2 separate regions of the Mus musculus genome follow, and region 2 is linked to region 1. The links are chromatin contacts, called in public HiChIP or PLAC-seq maps. All regions are on one chromosome and are shown on one strand. The core of a region is the stretch at or near the end of the contact, and the rest is flanking DNA. Distances in the headings are between cores, read along the strand shown.

What was found. HiChIP or PLAC-seq counts read pairs in DNA pulled down with a chosen protein or histone mark.
Region 2: a contact with region 1 is called in an H3K27ac HiChIP or PLAC-seq map of the HPC-7 cell line, with 8 times the contacts expected there. The contact joins the enhancer-like site here to the promoter of Slc24a3 in region 1. A contact is called at or near these places in 3 of 39 promoter capture datasets (HPC-7-derived erythroid cells and embryonic stem cells), 17 of 484 Hi-C or Micro-C datasets (ECoMG-derived neutrophils, LSK cells, bone marrow-derived macrophages and 10 more), 7 of 115 datasets of contacts at active chromatin or transcription factors (CD8 T cells, the HPC-7 cell line, double positive thymocytes and 4 more) and 2 of 9 other capture datasets (adipose tissue and liver).

What each region holds. Positions count from the first base shown.
Region 1 is chr2:145,164,946-145,171,191 of GRCm38.p6, forward strand. It overlaps Slc24a3 (solute carrier family 24 (sodium/potassium/calcium exchanger), member 3), which reads left to right and starts at 2,830. Exons shown (of 17, transcript NM_001356497.1): 1 at 2,830-3,252. The coding sequence starts at 3,114.
Region 2 is chr2:145,223,158-145,229,403 of GRCm38.p6, forward strand. The region is part of intron 1 of Slc24a3 (solute carrier family 24 (sodium/potassium/calcium exchanger), member 3); the gene reads left to right. Among named protein-coding and RNA genes, the nearest start is that of Slc24a3, 59 kb to the left of the region's middle. Within about 2 kb of position 2,689, at least 101 of the 459 cell types and tissues checked have an H3K27ac peak or open chromatin away from gene starts, as enhancers often do. A contact at or near this core is called in CD8 T cells, ECoMG-derived neutrophils, the HPC-7 cell line and 10 more, where this site is marked.

The sequences.
Region 1 (6,246 bases), core at 1,580-4,079:
TCATTTGAGATAGTTTCACTATGTAACTAGGGTGACCTGGAACTATGTTTATAGCCCAGACAGACTTCAGATTTGCCACCCTTTTGTCTCAATCTCTCAGGAGCTGGGATCACAGACATGTATCCATACACTCAGTTTCCTGGGAAGGCTTTTGATTTTTGTTGTTGTTGGTAGTGCAATGGCAGGGCTGTGAAAGCAATAGAGTTGTTTCTATTTCCTACATGAACTCTGCACACAACTACCAAGTGAAGTGCTTATGGAAGTAAAAGCTCGGGCGGGGAGGGCAAGCCCTGCCTCCAGCCAACATGGAGACTCTATAAACACACCTGCTTCATTCTTGGAAGGGGAAAGAGCCCAGTGCCCCCAAGGGTCAAGCTCTGTTCTCCAAGCAAGCTCCTTCTAGGATAGAACTGTTGGTGTGGGATTTTCATCTTGAGCACACACTAGCTGTGAGACCAAGTGTGAAACTGACTAGGGAATAAAAGGCAGCAGCCATGTTGGAATTCGTGAACTTCCTGATACTGAAAGATCATAACCACGTTCTTCATTCTGGGTCCTGCTTCTTTCAAACATCTGTCTCCCAAACACAGAGTCAGACAGATAACATAAAAAAATAAATGGATAAATAAATAAATAAATAACAAACATCAAGGCTGTCTCCCCTCCTCTTTGGTTTTGATAGGGCACCAAGAGATTGCTCTATTCTATACTTACCTGATGGTAGGGATGGAGAAAGAGATAAAGGACCGCCCTGATCCCTGCAGAGATGCCTTCACCATAGGAATTAGTGAGCCTGTCTGAGCTAAGGTACTACTGTCAGGAGGGCATCAGAGATCCCCACCTTCTGCTCCCAGTGATGTCTGGCAGCTTCCAGAAGCTATCGATCTTGCTGGTGCTTTATCTCATTATCCCCTCTTACTCGGAGATTTCTCAAAACAAATATCAACTAGCAGAGTCCTTTCTTTGGGGCATGGGAGTCTACCCTGTCTTCCCGAGAATCATCAGTTTCTAGTCTTCCCTATTGTCCTCCCGTTTCCTTACACACATGCTCACCAACCCCCAGATCACACATTTCCTTCTGTCTATGATAGTTTCTACCCCACGATGAGTTAGTGTTCATTCCCCGACTCAGCATTTTCCAGATCCCCATCTCCCACCCACCTCCCTGCCTTCCACTAGAGACACTATATGAGTGTCTTTCCTAACAAGTCGAGATTACTCTGAATTCCTCAAGGGTCACCACTATCAAGAAGGCTTGATAGTGGTGACAGAATTGGAGAATTCTCCATGATGCTCCAATCTGGATGAACTTGAAGAGTTTGCGTTCCTCCTTTGTTACCTGGTGACCTAAGCAAAGACTCACCTAGCCATTGCAGGGAAGGTGCTCTGGATATGGGGCAGCCAACATAGGAGTGGGAGGGAATAAACACATGGAAAGCAAATTCTGCTCTTCAGCAGAAAACAAACCACCTGTGATCACTTTCCATGTCTCCAGATGTTGTCAGGGGACATCTGACACTATATGGGATGGAAGGTCACTCACAGTTGATCCTGTGGGTCCCTTGTGACCTGGGCAGGGAGAAGTCTCTATGGAGTTTCCCCACTTCCTCCCAACTCCCGAGGGCTAGATTGCTCAGGCCCAAGAGCCATCCAAACATATATCTGATTTCTAGGACCATCCTTTTGGAATAAGACTTAAGTTTAACCACCACTTGGAAACACATCTCTTCTTCCCTTCCTCTGGGGTCGTGTGTCTTCCATCCTGCAGGCAGGTACCTGGGATGAGGCTAGGGAAGTCCAAGCCCCTGGGAGTGAACCCCTGGGATCACTAGGTGCCCTTTTCAATGGTACTGCAGATAGGGGTGGGGATGTCAGCCTCTACATCTTTAATAGGCAGGGGCAGAAGAACTCGAATTAGGGAGTTGGGGCCTAGGGCTCTAATCTTGGGGGAGGGGTGGACTGATTGTCCTTGTAGAAGGCCAAGAGTCTCCCTCCTAGGGAACTTACTAGGGCCCCCTCAGGTTCAGCCACACACTGGACTTGCTTCAGCTCCTCAGAGAGCGAAATGTGAACCCTAGCCAGAGGGGGAAGCCAGGACAACCCTAATAAGCCAAACCCCCCCAGGAGGCCAGTTTCAGGACTTGAGCCTGGCTCACCGGGATCCCCACCAGGGGGCAGAGGGGAACCCCTGAGGCCAGCGGCAGGAGGCAGGACCAGTGGCTAGGAATTGGCCACCTAGCACACTCTAGACGCTCTAGCTTAAGGCAACGGATGGAAGAGGGCCAAGGAAATCCTTCTTTTCTCTGAAAGTTTCAGGCCAGTCCTCCTTGGTGGAGATCTGTCTATCCACATCCCGCCTAGCGGGCCTCCCCCACCGCACCGCCTCTTTCTCTGGGCACCAAAGGGTTGAAGGGCTGTGCACCGGGCTCCCTCCACAGCCCAGTCTCCTCCCTGCGCCCCCTCCCCGCGGTGCTGGCCAGCGACTCATAGCATCCCGGGCGCTGTCCCCCTCCCGTGCGCAGCCCCCCTGCCGCCGACCCACCGTGGGGTACGGGAAGCTGCGCTCACTCTAGCTGTTGGCGCGCTCCGGCCGCCGCTCGGCTCCGAGTCCCCCACCCACCCACCCCCGCGTGGACACTGGAGTGCGACCCCGAGCTGCACTCCCGCAGCCTGAGGTCAGGGCCTGCTTCGGGTGGCCAGCGGCCGGCCCTCCTCTCGCCGGTCCTTCCCCGCTCCTCCTCCACCGCCCCCGCCGCCCCCGCCTCCCGGCCGCCCCCGCCGCCGCCGCCCCAGGCCGAACGCGGGCGCGGAGCGTGGGAGCCATGGCGCGCGAGCAGGAGAGGGACCCCGAGCGCAGGGAGGCGGCGGTGCGGGCGAGCGGCGAGGAGGAGGAGGCGGCGGGGGAGGAGGGACTGAGCGATAGCGACGAGGGCGACGGCGTGGAGACCGGCAGCGGCCGGGAGGAGGGAAAGCAGGAGGCGGCGGCCGGGTGGGAACGCAGCGAGGACGCGCGGCTGCTGCGCGCAGGGCTGCCTCCTGCCGCCGTCCCCGCCGCGGCCGCCCGCGACCCGAGCGGACGCCGCCCGCCAGGGACGCCGCCCGGCTGTCCGAGGATGCCGCCGCCGGGCGACCAGGACTGCGCGCGCCGCCGCAGCCGCCGCCGGCGGAGGGACCTTCTGCTGAGCCAGCTTTGCTTCCTGGCCTCGGTGGCGCTGCTGCTCTGGTCGCTGTCGAGCCTGCGAGAGCAGAAGGGTGAGTGCTCGCCGCCTGCCCCGAGTGGGCGCTGCGGCTCCAGCAGTTCGGGCTCTCGGGGCTCGGTGCCCGGCGAGCTGCGCTGGGTCCAGCCACACCGAACAGGCACGGGGACACTCCGGTCTCTTGCGGGGCTAGGGAGGAAGGGGTCTGGGCTCTAGGACTGCAGCGGTGGAGGAGTGACCCCTTGGGCACCAAGAAGACCTTTTCCTCTTGCCTTCTGCCCCTTTCCCACAGCCTGGCTGGTAGTGGCGGCGGTGACAGGGAGGGACCCTTTCACTACCAAGGCTAGTAATAAAGTTGTTCTGACAGCAATCAGTACCTGTGCAGGTAACCAACCACCTGTACTCCTGGCTTACTGAGGGAATGCAGGGTAGGCTGACCAGCTCACAGCCGGTTCTCCACGTGTTCTCCACACAGAACAGGTGGGGTGGGCAGTGGAGAATGCTCCTTGCCATCTTTGCGATCCAAGAACAGGTGCTGGGAACTTACTTCCGTTAGGAGAAAGTGATAGCTACCAGTCAGGGTTTAGGAATGGGCATGCTCCCTTAAAGGGTTGCTCAGCAGGAACACATGGATTCATTTCTCAAGGCTGGCTTGCTTCCTTTCACCGACTTGATGCTGGGGGCGGACCACTCTATGCTGCCCACTTTTTCCTTGGTGCTTTGGCTGGTGGTGCATACACACGTGTACACACTTGTACACACACACACACACACACACACACACACGATAGTTTGGTTTTATCTTTGCCCTTGGCTTTTTTTGGAGCTAAAATAGACATTGGGGAGAAATGTGCTCAAAACAGTTGTCCATTGGAAACAATTTGGACTCTGGGGTGCAGCTGTGTAAGAAAAAGAAACAAAACAACCTCACAGAAAGGAAAGACTTGAAAGAATAACGGTCGTAAAATGATTTCTTATCCTGGCTTTTCGAATATCAGGGTTTGTGGGGAAGCAGACAAATAAATGATTGTGGGGTAAAACAGTTACAGCTATGTGCTGTACTGTTAAGATAGGCACAGTTCTAATACGTGGTGCTTTGAAGCACACAATAAAAGCATTTTGATAGCGATGGTGACATTTTAAAAGGTGCCATCAATCAAGAAAGGGTTTTCCCTCACCATGGCTGGTGTGGTGCCTCATGGTGAAACTCAGGGGTCATTCTGAACTTAGCAGATCTCTCTACGGACTTCATCATATATGGTAATAGGAGAGAAGCGGGCCTGGTCTTCAGCAAAACCCTTAGACTCCATGACTCTCTCTATTGCTTTTGAATCTCTGATTTTCTGGCCCTGGGTACTGACATGAGGGAGGTGGGCTGTACTATTTGAATGAAGTGAGACTTTTTTCCAAGGGAAGATTCAGACCTGCTAAGTAGTATGCACTGACTGTCCCGAAGAGGGTGAGTGGAAGCCAGCAGATAGTTTATGCTTCCGTTGGCAAGAGTTATTCCAAATCACTTGGTGGCCGTTTCTCTACAGGTTGGAGCCTGTGAGTAACAGGCTTCCCAGCACTTTGCAGGGCATAAAAGACATTTGTCCTGGATGTTGAATGTGATCCATAGGATTAAGTGGATCAATTGCAGGGGTTTCCGTTCCTGCTACCACCAGATGCTGGAATATCTGGGCTGATAAGGCATCACACACTGTGAACTTAGAATCTGATGACTACTCTTCCCTTTTGAGATAGTTTTCCTGACATTTCTCTCCAGGTGTTACTGACTCAGACATCATTCCATAGCATGCCCCCATCTCATTCCTTCTCTTGTTTATCTTTCTCTTCTCTTTCTCACTTCTCTAGCCTGTCTGCTAATGTCCAGTTTATGAACACTTCCATGCATAGCAAGAAGACTTAGTTGGGAAAAACCCAACAATGCTAATGACCTTGCTACGCAGGCTCTGTTTACAGCCCCCACCCCCAACTCTATGACTTGCTAGTCTTAATTCGGTCTCTAGTCACCTTTTCTTGCATTAGATACTGATGTTTTCAATAGGTGAAGCACAGCCGTGTTGGAGCAGCAAGACACAGTCTTCTTTCGAGATAATTTTAAACAGATTATTTACCACATAGAGATCTTCCAATGATATTTTTGCCTAGGGAATTGCCATTTAGTATTATAAACATCAGGGCAGAGACTCTTATCCTGAAATTTGGGGGGGGGGCATTCTACATACTATCCTTGTGTCATTGGCAAAGGGTTCAAAATTCACCTCATTTTAAAGATACTGGGACTCACAAAAGGTGACTGAGTGAAGTCATATAGGAAGTGAGGTGTGGAGGTATAAACCAACCTTAGGTGACCTTTGTTCTCAGCTCTGTTTCTTGCTTCAGGGTGCAAGACTGTGGTGTTCATATGGTCATGGGGGGGGTACCTTCCTAATAACCAAAGGTAATTTTTATGTTTAAAGGCATGTGGTAATTATTAAAGATAACCAGATATCTTCTCAGAGGCTTGTTTCCCATGATTCCCACCCCCACCTTGTTCTTTTTCTTTCTTATAAAAAGGGTGGTTAGTTCTTTTTATAAGAAAGTCCAAATAGAGGTGTATGGCAGTTATGTTACATAATGTCTAACATTTCTAATCATGGAATTTAGGATCTCTTTCTTAATTTCTAAGTAAATCCAGATTTGGTTATATACTAAAAAGTTTGCTTCTGTTTTGCAAAGCTCTGTATTTGGTTAGAAGTATAGAAAAGAATCTATACTGTTTTTGTTTTCTCCTTCTGTGTAGCTAGGACATGAGGATTGTTTAATTTAGGTCAGGAAGAGTTAGTGCTGGAATGAGGAGAATTCTTAATTCTAACTACAACAAAAGCAATAATAATGATAACAACTACAGTTTGGGCATCCCAAGTGCCAGGCCCTGTGCCAAGCACACTTTCTGTGCATTTACCTCGCTGGCAAACACTGTCTTCAGTGCTGAGAGCCTGCAGCAGGGGACACACAAAACCCAGGTGCCCTATTTAGTGGTTGCCAATGAAGATCTCCTTTT
Region 2 (6,246 bases), core at 1,439-3,938, 58 kb after region 1:
AAATTTGTGGGTATGGTTCTTATCTGTGCTGTGAGAGTAAGTTCTCTCTGCTCTCTACCTGTACCTTACAGGCCAATCAGAATCTTAGGTTGAGCCAGGAACCCTCTGCACTCCTGCACTCCTAATACACACTTGGGGTCTTGGGGTGCCGTGCCAGCAGGTTGCTCTTCTCCAGCTGGTTGCTTCCTATCCCATGAGCTCTTCCTGCCTATGGCAAAGCTAAAACACATGCCAAGGTCTTTTCTGATGATAACTGGATACAAGGAGGACCACTCCAAGAAGCAGGGGTGAGGGGAAAGGTATGAATGAGCTTTTTCTTTCCTGTAACTTCCTCACTAGGTACAAACCTGGAGAGATCTCCAGAGAAAAGTAAGGTGGGGTGGAGCCTGCACAGCCATGATCAAGCACAAGGTTAGAGCAGATGGGATCAATTTGTGGAATTCCATGCATCTGGGCCTATCTGGTTCTAGCAGTAAATCACCAGTAAAACAATCTAGCTAAGCAGAAGGCTTCCTATTTAATATTAGTGCAGGAAAGACCCCAAATCACACGTAACTTAACTGGGTGATTCTCCAAGGCACAGTGACCTCATGAGGAAGCACACATGAGCTCTCATAGAGGTGCACAGAGAGTGTTTGCCCCTGAGATGAGTCATTCCATGGCTCAGTCCGGAGAGGACTTTTGCCCATGAGGTTTTGCTACTTGAGGTTAAGCTGACCAACACCTCTGATGAGAAGACAGGACAAACTCCTGTGGAAAAGGGCCTGAAGCCAAGGTACAGCTTGAGACACTGGGAGAGCTGGCGTGTCTCTGGAGTAAGGAATTGAGTAGTCATGGTTCTGGAGCAGGCTGCTCCGCACTGCCTGATGTGCCTTAGTGATATATTCAGGGTGCTTGGCTACAGTGGGTGTCAGCATATTGTCCTAAGCCCTGAGGCAGAGTAATCATGATCTTAGAAGCTCCTCTGAATGGCAGTACACTGTCATGTTTAAGGATCAGTCAGTGATAAGCACCCTGGCCACATAGCCAGACATGGCTTCACTTGGAAGGGCTCATTGTGGACACTGAACTTGGCCATGGTGCTTGCTCTGCTTTCAGATACTGCACGATGGGGTTATCAATATTAATGCACTAATGAAACCTTAGTGACATTGTCTCCAATATTTTATGTAAAACCATACAGAGACATTTTAAACCAGAGCGCCATTCAGATGTTCACCAGTGAGAGTTGACCACCCACATTCGCAGTGCCTCTAGCTTTACTATTTTCCCCTCTCTACTGTAAAATCTCCTTCAGAATCTCCCATCATATCTGTAAAAACAGCCCAGTTCCTCCTTGTTTCAGATGCAAACACTAAGGGGAAGATAATTACTAGTGAGCTGGCTCAGAGTTCAAATGTCTGGAGTATAAAGGACTAAAATACTAAAGATCAAAAAAAATTACTAAAGATCCTTGGGTTGGAGATAAAAAGTGGTGAATCCAGGTCACATTCTGCTCCTACAAACACCTAGAACTTGGGGTGATCGCCTTAAATCTACCAAGGCTATTATCAGGCTCATCTTAGATTCAGTGTTGCTGGTTGTCTACCTATGTTATGGATTCAATATATGGTTTATGGTCTTTCATGAGTTATTAGACACAACTCCAAGACTTGTTTTTATTTGAGGAGTAGCAATAACAACCCTCATGCCACAATATGGCTGTCATATTGAGATGTTGAAACACAATGGGAATGTCCATTCTTGACTATGTCTGGCATGATGTGGGCATAGCTAGAATGACAAACGTCAAAAGGACAAACATGCATATATCACTGAAGGAGGGGATATCACTGTATCTGTGCTGTATTTAGAAGGAATGGTAGGAAGAGTGGCATTGATTAGAAACCTAAGTGACTAAAACTGGACACAAAGAACCAGTGATTAAAACAAACAAAAAACATTTCTTAGTTCACACCCTGTGCATCCTCTGTATGACTCTGTGGAAAGAGCTGATCTGGTTGCTCTGGAAGAAGATAGCTTGCTGGTTTATTGCTTCCCATCAAAGAACTATGAGACCCCTGACCTCTCTGGACCTTTGGAGAGGCCCGAGGGACAGCACAGCTCATGACTTCATTTGCTGTTTATGCTCTCTGCCCTCCCATAAGAAACTCCTCTGCCAAGGGAGACACACTCCTCTGACTTGAAGAGCTCCTGTCTGTCATGCCTGTCATCAGTACAGAGGGGCCAACTGAAAACACAGATCAGGGTGTCCTTGGGAGGAGGAGGTAGCAAGAAATGACTTTCTACAACACCTCAGATCCCCCCAGCCCCTCGTGTGGCTCAACCTTTGTTTCATGCTGCCACAGAAAACAGATGGTGACATTCATAACACTGCCATGGCTTCAGTGAACATCTCCGAGGGAAATGTGGCTCTCAGAGAGCATCCTTTTCCAGCCTCCTCCTCTCCTCCTCTGCCTGCTAGGCAGCCCTGATGGACAAGGAGCTCTTCCTCACCCAGCAGATGAGCATGTTTTGACCTGATGGGTATGGGCTCTGAGAAGGAGAAGAGAAACTTTGAGAGTTTACTTACTACCTTTATGAAAACTCTTTTTGTCCAGGCAGGCAGGTCTGTGAGACAGTTCACACATGGAGGACCAGCTGCTCAGGAGTTCTGTGGCAGTAAGGACACAGAGCAGAAGGAGGCGGATGCCAGACAGGAAGCAGAGTCTTCCGGTTCATAGCAGTGCTCTGCCACAGCAGAAGGCATGGCACTTCATATTGTCAGAAATAAAACATCTAAAATGCTTTATTTGCCTGGTGATTTCATCACAGATGTTTTTAATAGAGTATGGGGGTATCAAGGCTCCAGGAGTAAACAGATCCACGGTCACATCAAGATCCCAGTTTCATATTTTTTTTTCCACTCCCCTGTGTTTGCTTCATCTCAAAACCAGCTTCTTTCATAGTGGCAAAGAGATTGCCATGGTTTCAGGTCTCACCTCTTCACATAGAAAGCAATGTATGACATCAACAGTTCTTTGTGAAGAGGACCTTCTGTCCTTCTTAGAAGCTATTACCAAACTTCCTTTTGTGTCTTACTGGTGGTTGCTTATCTCTCCCAGACCAGAGACATGTCCACATGCAACTTCCTGCTATTCAAACAGTAGTGGCCCAACCATGAAGTTAAGGCTTACTCCATCTCTATGACTTCCTGCTGACACAATAGGGATGAGTGAATGTGGTCTTGAGAAAAAGACACTTTCATGATATCTACCATGGGGCTTACCGGGTACCAACCCCAGTGTGTGCCTGGCACACACCTCTGTTCCCACCACCCATTTATCTTTCTGGCATAGAGAAATAATATATAATCCTAGAAGAGACAATATGCCCTGTTCATAGCCAGAACTCCTTGCCTTACTACCCCTTTATAGTGTGTCGTTGTGTATGTGTGTGTATTTGTGTGTGTGTGTGTGTGTGTGTGTGTGCATTCTTTGTTTGTTGATGTTTCTAGACCATGGAAGCTATAACGGACAGGGTATCTTGTAGTATTCAGAAAGGACTGGCCCAGTATAGCTTTGGGTGACAGAATGTGAGCTGGAGAGCAGGGAGTAGGCAACCTGCAAGGAACACACTGTGCTGAGTGGGACCAGGAGTCTACTGCTAGGTGCATGTGGTAGAAACCCAATCCTAAGGAATTGAGTTTTCTTTTCAATGAGTGTTTTTTCAAGGGGAAGTCGTTGGAAGCCTGCCTCAGAGGTCTGTACTGCTTGTTGGAATTCTGTGAAACTGGAAATGTAGGGGCCCTTGGAAAGTCACATGGGGGACAATGAGATCCTATCAATCCTGCTTGTGGGTCAGGAGATAAGTGGTGGTGGGTTAGCACCCCACCTTTCCCAGCCTGTCGCTTGCTGTCAGGCTCAGTAGTGTCCTCTTTCTCCAGCTTGTCATGCCCCTCGATGGGCCTGAGACTCAGGCTGAGACAGGAGGGCCTGGGGCTGATCATGTTTTTCCATTCACCCCTAGTGCAGTAATCTTGTTGCTGGCTTCAGTTTCCAGCTTGGATAGGTGTGAGCTTGACCCAAAGAATGGAGGGCAGCAAGAGTGAAGTGACTTTGTGTTGAAACAGAAAGTGTACCACCAGCCCCCTCCATTGTCCTGGCCTCTTTGGTGGCAAAGGCACTGTTTCTCTTCTGGAGTCAAGTTCCATGGTAAGAGAGAAAAGAGGAAAGCATCATTAGAATGCCCATCACAGCTCCGAACCCATTTGCTTCTGCACACATTTTCCCATTTGGTCCAAGTGATTTTGTATCAAAGACAAGGCCAAGGTTACTTTTGGTCAATGACATCATTTGGATTCCCTCTAGACATCTCGTCTGCTCTCCTTGGGTCTCAGCCACGGCTGTAGTGGGCAGGTCACTTTGAATTCAGATTCCCATTGAAATGATGCGATATGCCTCATTTCATTCTGAAACCCTTTCTAGCTGGGGTATCCCTGAGACACAGAAGCTGGCTTGGCCCATTCAAAATACCGGCTGGTTTTTGGGGAGTTTGTGTTTTTAGGGGAAACTCTCTAAACTGGTGAAACTGTAGCAACACAGCACTCATCCTTCAGATGGACAATTTTGGAAGGCTTTCTGAACACATCACCGAATGTCCAGTGGGCTTGGGCCTTGATAGGAGTAAGGGCCTCCATGGTGTATCATAGTACATTCTCCATACCCCACCCTGTCTTGCCTTCCAGTCTCCCTTAGTCTCCTCTCCTTCCCCTCCAAATATAAAGTTCCCAGAAACAGTGCGCTATGGGAATTTATAATGTGATCTGGGATCTCTTACATCCAGGTCTTTGTCTTCCTAATGTTGGCTTTTGGGGACCCCAAACCAGGACACTTCCCTCTGTTGACAGCACTAAATTGCTATCAGAAGCACTCCTGCCCTAACACGATGGTATTTGGGGCCTTTCACCATTTCAATGTGCAGGCCCCTACCTGTCAGCTGCCAGGGCTGGCTGAATATTTGGGGATCTGTGCTTAGACCAAGAGGATCCACTTTCAGGGGCCCTGCTTCACCACCTGTCACCTGGAATTGATCTCTTTATGCCATGTGGCCATCTTAATCTCCACAGTAGCCCAGTGCTTTTGCAGATCTGCTCCTTTGTTTTATAGATGGCATCTGAAAGGCTCACTATGATAGCATGGCAAGGCAAACTGGTTTGGATGAGAGCAGTACTGGCTGCTTCTTTTAGATTTCATCAGATTTTACATGAGGTGGGATTTTAGGAAAAATGAGTCATAGGTCGGGTGGGAATCTTTCCACTGCTCTCAGAAAGACTAGACCACCTCAGACTGCAGACAGAAATCATTGCATCATGTGACTGAAAAGCTCACGATCATCTTGGATTCATCTGTCAAAGTCAACATATGATGTCATCTGGGCCTTGGCTGCTTGCCTCTTGATGTTGTCTCTGGTCACCTTTGTGTGCCTGATGTGTCCTTAGACTCAAAAGCTCTGTCTTTCCTAACTCCGGGTTCACATTCACTGGGAGAAAATGGGTGAATCTCATTCCTATGAACTCTTGCTTGCCTGGCCTGGTTTAGTTGTAGCTATTTGTCAGAACCAATCATCATGGCCCATGAGATGATGGCCCTTTATTAATATGTTCATCAGTTTTCCAGTACTGTAACAAAACAGTGGAGATAATTAACTTGTAAAGAGAAAAGGTGTATTTTGCATCCTATGCTTGGAGCTTGTCATTATCAATTGCCTAGTTGCTCTGGAACTGTGGTGAGGCAAAGCACAGTGGTCAGGCACACATAGAAGAGCAAAGCTGTTCATTCCATGGTAGCTGGGAAATATAAGAGAGAGGAAAGAGGGGACCAGCATTCCAAGTCTTTTTTAAGGCATGCATCCTTTCTCCTCAGACCCCCGCCCCCAGGCCTCACCTCCCAAAGGTGAGGCTTTGTGGGGACATTCAAATTGTTGTAGTTAACCATGGGTGCTGTGTAGACTCTCACAGGTGGATAGAGCTTCCTGTCAGAATGGGTAAAGTGGCTGTGACAAAGGGTTGCTTTTGGGGTCCAGACTGGAAATCTTAAGGTAATTCAAATTAAGGGAGAAGAGATGCAAAGAGGGATGGGGGGTATAAACAAAGTTCCAGTATGGCTAACATTATAAATTTCTCAATAGAGATTTATCAAATCCATCTGTTTAAGACCATCCCAACCAACGAGAAAAGGATAACTATGTCAGGAAGCCCAGTACTTA